Regions from separate parts of the Bicyclus anynana genome. Here region 1 is linked to region 2. A link is a contact called in public Hi-C data. All regions are on one chromosome and are shown on one strand. The core of a region is the stretch at or near the end of the contact, and the rest is flanking DNA. Distances in the headings are between cores, read along the strand shown. Region 1 overlaps LOC112051487 (transcription factor Sox-5). Region 2 overlaps LOC112051487 (transcription factor Sox-5).

Region 1 (3,578 bases), core at 1,037-3,536, 84 kb before region 2:
CCTAAATTATTGATATTTATAATTGATTTGTTTGTATTGGTAGTAAAGTTTAAAGTAGGCTAGTACCTACCTTAAAGTTATTTAATAATTAACATATTTCGTGTAATATAATTTTAATTAATAATCAATAAACACATACCAGTGCGTACATAAATATCGATAACCGTTTTGACAGCACTATTACGCTCGCTCCCATTAGATGCACTTTGATTGACCGAACATCATATATTCACGGATTTAAAATAACCACTTACACGCTCTGCACAAATTAAACGCACGACTATATAATTAATCTTTACAAGCACAAGTACTGGCAATCGGCGAATTGCTAAATATTGCATAGTGATGTTGAATTTACATCGATAAATGTATAATTAAATACGAAGAAAAAAACTTTTTCTTATTACCTTTTTGCTGAAGGTTCTCATTAGATCGAAGCAGCGTCTCCAAGGTTTGAGCAAGCTTAGAAGTTCCACCAAAATCGAGCTCGAGGGCCAGAAGAACGGAACATAGGTACTTTGAGAGCATCTTTCATCATCACATCTTTTTAGATCGACATCTTACCTCAGAAAGACGTTAGGCCGTTACACTTTGCCGTATTGCTTTATTCGGATATTGTCGTTACTACGTCCGATATTAATGGCACAGCCTTTAGGATGTTAATCCAAGTAAAGCTCAAAATTTCTAAGCCTGTATAAAAAATCAATGACAAAGACTGTCTCCATAATACATAACTACAAAAAATTCAAGCGTAATCGCTGAGCTATAAAATTTAACAACACTTTTTATTTCAACGTGAATGAATCGATAAATCCATCCTGTATCGATAAACGAAATTTCAACATAAAAATTTCCCGCCACATCACTATTGCGGCGACGGGAAAATTCATTCGGAGAAGAATGCAGACGCTATTGCGAAATTTTATGCATTCCTAGTACATCAAGCAAACCAGTTAGATAGAAAACGGCAATACGAAAATAAAACGACATTGCTTATACAGCAAATGGGCTTGATAAGCGAGCACTTTTGAACATATTAAAATATTTATGCATTTTGTTGTTAATATAAAGTGCCATGTAATCGTCTGTCTGATTAATTAGTCTTCTTTGTCGCTGCGCTCTTGACAGAGCGGTCGTGGTCTTTAGGACGTGTTGGAGGCAGATGTAATACGCCTCACGAGCATTCGCCACTTCTCCCTTTGTGTAGTGAGTCGCGTACATTCATGCAAGGGACCGCCTACAGCAGATTTAATCTGGTCGGTCCATCGCATGGGTGACCTTCCGCGTTGCCTAGTTCCCTCCACCTTCCCTTGCACAACAAGGCGTTCGATACAGTCATTCCCTCGCCGGGAGACATGTCCAAAACTGATTAATTAATTAGTAACTGATTAATTAGTAAGTTCATTACAAGAATCATCATCATTATTATCAGCCGATGGACGTCCACAGCTGGACATAGGCCTCTTGCATGGACTTCCAAACAAAACGGACTCGAGCCGCCAGCATCTAGGAGCGGCGCGCTTGATGTCCTTAGTCCACCTAGTGAGGGGTCGACCAACACTGCGCTTTCCGGTGGGTGGTTTCCAGCACCTTAGACTACAAGAATACAAGTCATATAAATCTGAGACGTTTAAAAATATTTTTCCAGGACCAGTAATTTGTTCTGGCTAATTCACTAACTTTGGCGTATATTAGTTGACATAACGAAATTGAGATACTATGTAACAAATGTCATACGGTGCCTACTTTTATACGATTTTAATATCTGGTTTCTAAAATCATGAATGATTGTAGAAACCAGATAAAGGTAAAAAACTGTCGTTTCTAAATTGGTTTCTATTTCTAGAGAAATTGACCAATTTAGAAATAATAGTTCCTTAAATTGATCACCGCTTAATAAATAACCTACCTACACAATTTGATCGGAAAAACTTCAAAGAAAACTACGATGTAGATAAAAGGATACATATACCTATTATAAGAACATAATCAGACATCATAAAGAATCTACAATATAATATACTAGTTACTCGCACCCACCTAATAATAAATACATATATTAGTTAGGTATATGTAGACAGTTAAATACATTCCTAAGGCGGATTTTAATAACAACGCTAACACGTTAAACACAGCAATTATCTAAAGGACATGCGCAAATAACGGATTACATGGAATGAGAACAAACGTGGCCGAATGGAGGAAAATACTACAAAGGCGGTGCCCATTTCCACGAGCATTGTGTTAAAACGGGACGACCTCATTCCGCGTCCCTGTCTAACAATAACCGTTGCCTGCGATGCGCAACAGAGATAGTCACCGACAATAGACAATTGTTATCCCCACCACAGCATCGAACTGCCCTAGTGAAAGCGATGCATGCGAATTTCACTCTTTTAACTCGCGATATTTGCTTTATAGAGTCGTGAATCGCTTGAGGAGAATCTGTTGTAATGCAGCCAATAATTTGATTCGGCGGTTATCATTGGGAAAACAATGGATTGACGGTTAGGTATAAATGGGTTATGGTCTTGGATAGGAAGTGGATTGTGACGCAGGGCGTAGGCGGGATTTTACTGTGAAATCACGGCGCGATTAATATTGAAATAGATTGTTAGTTTAGTAGGTTTGGTAGGTATGTGATTGAGTGCAAAACGTGCGTTTTGCGTCTTCCTTTTTCATGTAGTAGCAGGTAGTAAAGTTATGTTAACGAAAAACTGGTATTTACATAGTTTCGTTGAAATAATCATGTAAGATGATCGTAAAAACAAAGAAACTTTACCGCTTAATGTAAAATGGTGCAGTTAAGGTTATTTCGTTGAAATAACTATTTTAGGTCACAAAAACGAAAATATGATAAAAACTATGTGACTCATTATGTCAATGGTACACCGAACCGAAAGAGCCGTGATAGCCCAGTCTCAATCGGTGAAGGAAAACATCGTGAGGAAATCTGCAATTTTCTTAATTCTCTGCGTGTGTGAAGTCTGCCAATCCGCATTGGGCCAGCGTGGTGGACTATTGGCCTAACCCCTCTCATTCTGAGAGGAGACACGTGTTTGAGACACGTGATATTAAATTTCTTAAAATGCACACAACTGATAAGCTGGAGGTGCACGCCCCGGACCGAATTCGAACCCACACCCTCCGGAACCGGAGGCAGAGGTCATACCCATTAGGCTATCCCGGCTCTCACTTATACCTACATTTGTGGTAAGCATTATTTTTAGTTCTACAGATCCCATAAATCAAAAACTTCGCAAGGGATCATTGAAAAAGACCCCAAACCGTCGCGAAAGAACTCGCACCGTCCACTAGAACCTAATAAATATTTAATTAACTAATTGCGCCAGCCTATTGTAAGGAGGATGCAAAAATTACTTCCTATTTTAAATATAACTCCGCTCTTTGAATATTATGAAGTGCCAACATAAAATGGTGTTTTGAAAAAGTCGTTTTGCCGCCCGCTCGCTCCTCACAGCGCGTCATGTTGGTAATATTGACAAAATTAATTTCACCATCCATTTACATGATATTTTCATGACACTCGAGTCCCGCACTTAACCGACATGATGTTA
Region 2 (3,901 bases), core at 1,325-3,824:
TACATAATACAATATTTAAGAAAAAAATTGAATAAAAAACAAAAAGAGAAGAAAAACAAAGAAAAATCATTAGCGGGTAGTTAAATATCATAATTATAGAGTGAGTAAACCGCTGCTTCGACGATACACGGGCCAAAAAGTATTCCTTTAATTTCCGCTTAGTATGTACGTTCGTAAAATATATTCGTATATTTTAAAAGATTTTTGACCGTATCCGGAAAATCGTTAAATATTGTTGGAACAATATATTCCAGCCTTCGCTTACCATACCCATTTAAGAAATTAGGTACATCTAATTTAAATTTGCGTAAATTGTCAATCATTCTAATTCAAATATGGTAGTGAAACTTAGGTTTTCAAGAAGCAGTACATAGGTAAGCAGGTTGCAAGCATTCGAGATGACTGGATGGCAAATAAACAGGAAGATGCTTAAGATTTCTTGGAACAGCTTCGAACCTAATAGAGTAGGTATCGACTGAAACTTACGAACAAAATAAAAGAAAACTCATGAAATATTGAGCTTCTTTGACACTAAAGAAGCTTAATTATTCATGTTATCTACATGCTATGATACAAATTGTCAAATGTCATCCGGTGCTTATGGTGGATATCATATAGTATGTAGATTGTAGATGACACTTTGTTGTCCACATCCATAGGTTGATAATAAAGGGCAAAATAGTGAATAGGCCTACAGGATGGTATCAATGACACTGGCACCCATAAAACTTAACCTAACTTGTACCCAATACGTAATCAAAAGCGGAAATCTCTACACAAACACTCTAACAGATACTTCCAAGAACCCTCAAGACAACACTAACAACGGACCCAATCAAGTAATTGCTATTCGCCTTGGAAAGTTAAATAGGTTGGAGTTACTGTATCAACTATTTAATTGGTAGATATCCCTTAAAACAAAAGGGACTCTACCAGCTTTATTTACAAGGCGACTTATGTATTATTACGATTACCATCTGGTTCCGGGCTGCTACTGAGAAATTATTGAAAAAAAAAAAAAAAATTATTAATAGAATATTTGCCATTTCTTTTAAATATGGACAGTATTCTCATTCCCCTCCTACTAGTCGAAAAAGACTGTAGGTATTAGGAGTGGGTACGACAATAGACCAACGGGGCGGGGATTGAGTCATTGAGCTATTGAGGCTTAATTTTTAAAAATAATGATAAAATAATGATTCTACTTACATATTTAAAAATATGTAAACCCGACGCAGCTTTCGAAACCAAGATTTCATGATCTATGCCAATTAGCAGAGTAAAAAAAATATTATAAGCGACTAACCAATAGACCAACGAAAAAGTAAATAAATGAATATCTTGGATAGGATAAAGTCACAGTAAATGTGATTAATTTCAAGGCAAAATCCATTTTGGATATTTTAAAAATACTCCCAACTGAAGTAAACGTGTCCATTAGTCGGACTAATGTTCATTTATTTCCCCCCCTAGCCAATATTTCGTGTAACTCGCTTAGCGACGATGTCCGCTTCACTTAGTTTTTTAATGATGCTTTTACAGTTTTTTTTTTCGGGAAAAAATCAATAAGGTCGCTTATACGCTGAGCGGTTATTTTGGTTGACCGTTTTTTAACGGCGGCTCTACAATGTCACATCTTAAGCCTAACAACAATATATTTTAAAGTATTTACCTAAACTATGTTAGTAATACTACCTAAATAATGATCATAATTATGTAAAGTATAGGCCACTTCCAATTTTTTCCATTCATCTCTTTGATTGAGTGTATTTTTGATTTTGAATATTCCACTTCCATTCCAAACAAGTGGAAATTTTCAATAGGAATGGGTATCACGACAATATTTTAGTGGGTTATTATTTCATCGGACTCTATAGACCTCTTGGATTTGAATCTCTCTTATAACTGTGGTGGCTATGCTTAGATTACATTAGGTAGGTAAGCAGTAGGTACTGTCTACTGCCTTAACTAGTCAATGGAATATTAAATTAGATAAAACCGACAAAACTATTGAGTTTTGATTATTAATAGATACGTACCTTGTACCTTATGACTATGAGCTCCAAAAGGCATAGAACATGTCGAAAGTGAAAATAAACAGCAAAGTAACAAAATGAGAATGTGTCTAAGTCTATGAATATAAAACGCACCCTTGTAGCCGGCCTAAGCCATTTCCATTTACAGCACTTAAGACTGTTTATGCATTTAAACGATTTTATTTTTTACCTACATGTTTCTAATGTGTTTTGGGTGATATTTACAGAACTTTTAGCTTTTGAAAATTTATAGGTAAGTGCCTAAGTACCTGATCATTACCCAAATGTACCTACCAACAGAATTAAAAGAATCAAATCTATGATTTTCAGGTTTCAGACACGCAACTTAGAGGCTATTGGACATCGAATATTTTGAATTTCAATACCAATTGTTGCAGTCGGCGTGAAAAATCCGTAATTGTTACAAACGTCTGTTTACAGTTTACAGAGGAAGCTAGCGTAGGTTCGCTGGGCGGCACACAGGTAGCTGACAATAGGGCATTGTGTGGGAGGCGTGGCCCATTGTGCCCCTCGGCCAATCAGGGCGCCGCATTCAACAATAGCGCACCGAATTGGAATGCCGCGTCAACTCTATTGTCGGATTGGTGTGATTATTTCAAATTTAGAATTGTTCAGCTTCAAATTCGTTCATTGTTCGTGATACGTCCAATCTCAAACTAACGTTAGTTATATTTTCATAATTTTGTTTGTATTAACTGTAGTTTTCTCGTCTTGCGTTCAATTAATTCATCTGAACTGTACAGAAGTCTGAAAGTACCTATAGGTATTATTCCTTACTGCACCTTTATTCGTTTTCTTAGTTTTCACACACACTTATTGTGTGTGCAAAAAATAACAATCGCATACATTGTTATGAGCCCAAGACATGGAAGCATAATAAAAAATTTGATAAACATAGAATGTTTAAGTTGAAGCATGCTTGTCAACGCTGACTGAAGGGATTTGGCAATTATTAAAAGTATCTTGCCCAATGTAGTAAGTAACGCCTTATTTTGGTTGCTTTATATTGCTTGTTTGTAATAAATAGGTAAGTAACTACGTAACTAAACAGTATTAACTTGAGATTTTACCTACTTACGAATAAGTAGGATTGGCAAAAGCCTACTTCAGCTAATTATTAGTTATACAGACTAGGCTAGACCAATTTATCAAAATAGACCTACCTACTAATGAATTCCATGTAGATAATATGACCAATGGTGGTTTAGCTATGATAAACTGGCTACTAGATCTTATATCTCTCGAGTTTTCTAACTAAGCTCATTATTCTTAAGATATCTACGGGTTATTTATATTCAATATAAAATAGCAAAATGGACTTAAACGATACGTCAAGTGTTCAATGCTCTCGATACTGTCGCGTGGAAAATAAGATACGCTTTACCTAAATATAAGCTTTAGCAACTAATTAATAAAATAATAATAGACAAGTACCAACATGGTTAGCTAGATTTATCGAGGGAAAATGTCTGATTCGGTAGGTAACCGAGTGATTTTTTTTAAAACGCAATCGAGTTCCTCCACGAACTTATTTAATATCACGTCCGAAGTCTAAGTTTCACGAAAGTAATTCATTTGAACATCTATTTGCCTATAAGTGGATGCCTATTCAATAAAAAAATATACCTACCTACAGATGAACATACACCCTAAGAAAAAGAAAAAGCTACCTAGGTAGGTACTAGCAATTGTAAGACAAAATTGCATGATTTGTACGCATTTTCTGGTTCTGTTTATTGTTGTACCTACTTATTTAAGGTTGTTATTTTTGAAGTTTATTTAATGATTGATTTTTCTTTAGTATACGTAGGTACCTACCTATTTACAATGGATAGGTATAGTTT

What was found. A called contact is a pair of places that touch in the nucleus more often than the background predicts.
Region 1: a Hi-C map of whole body shows a contact between it and region 2, with 2.7 times the contacts expected there. The contact joins two enhancer-like sites. A contact is called at or near these places in 2 of 2 Hi-C or Micro-C datasets (whole body and whole larva).

The regions. Positions count from the first base shown.
Region 1 is chr23:11,202,124-11,205,701 of ilBicAnyn1.1, reverse strand. The region is part of intron 3 of LOC112051487 (transcription factor Sox-5); the gene reads right to left. Among protein-coding and RNA genes, the nearest start is that of LOC112051489, 85 kb to the left of the region's middle. Within about 2 kb of position 2,286, at least 4 of the 8 cell types and tissues checked have open chromatin away from gene starts, as enhancers often do.
Region 2 is chr23:11,118,089-11,121,989 of ilBicAnyn1.1, reverse strand. The region is part of intron 1 of LOC112051487 (transcription factor Sox-5); the gene reads right to left. Among protein-coding and RNA genes, the nearest start is that of Trnad-guc, 7.0 kb to the right of the region's middle. Within about 2 kb of position 2,574, at least 5 of the 8 cell types and tissues checked have open chromatin away from gene starts, as enhancers often do.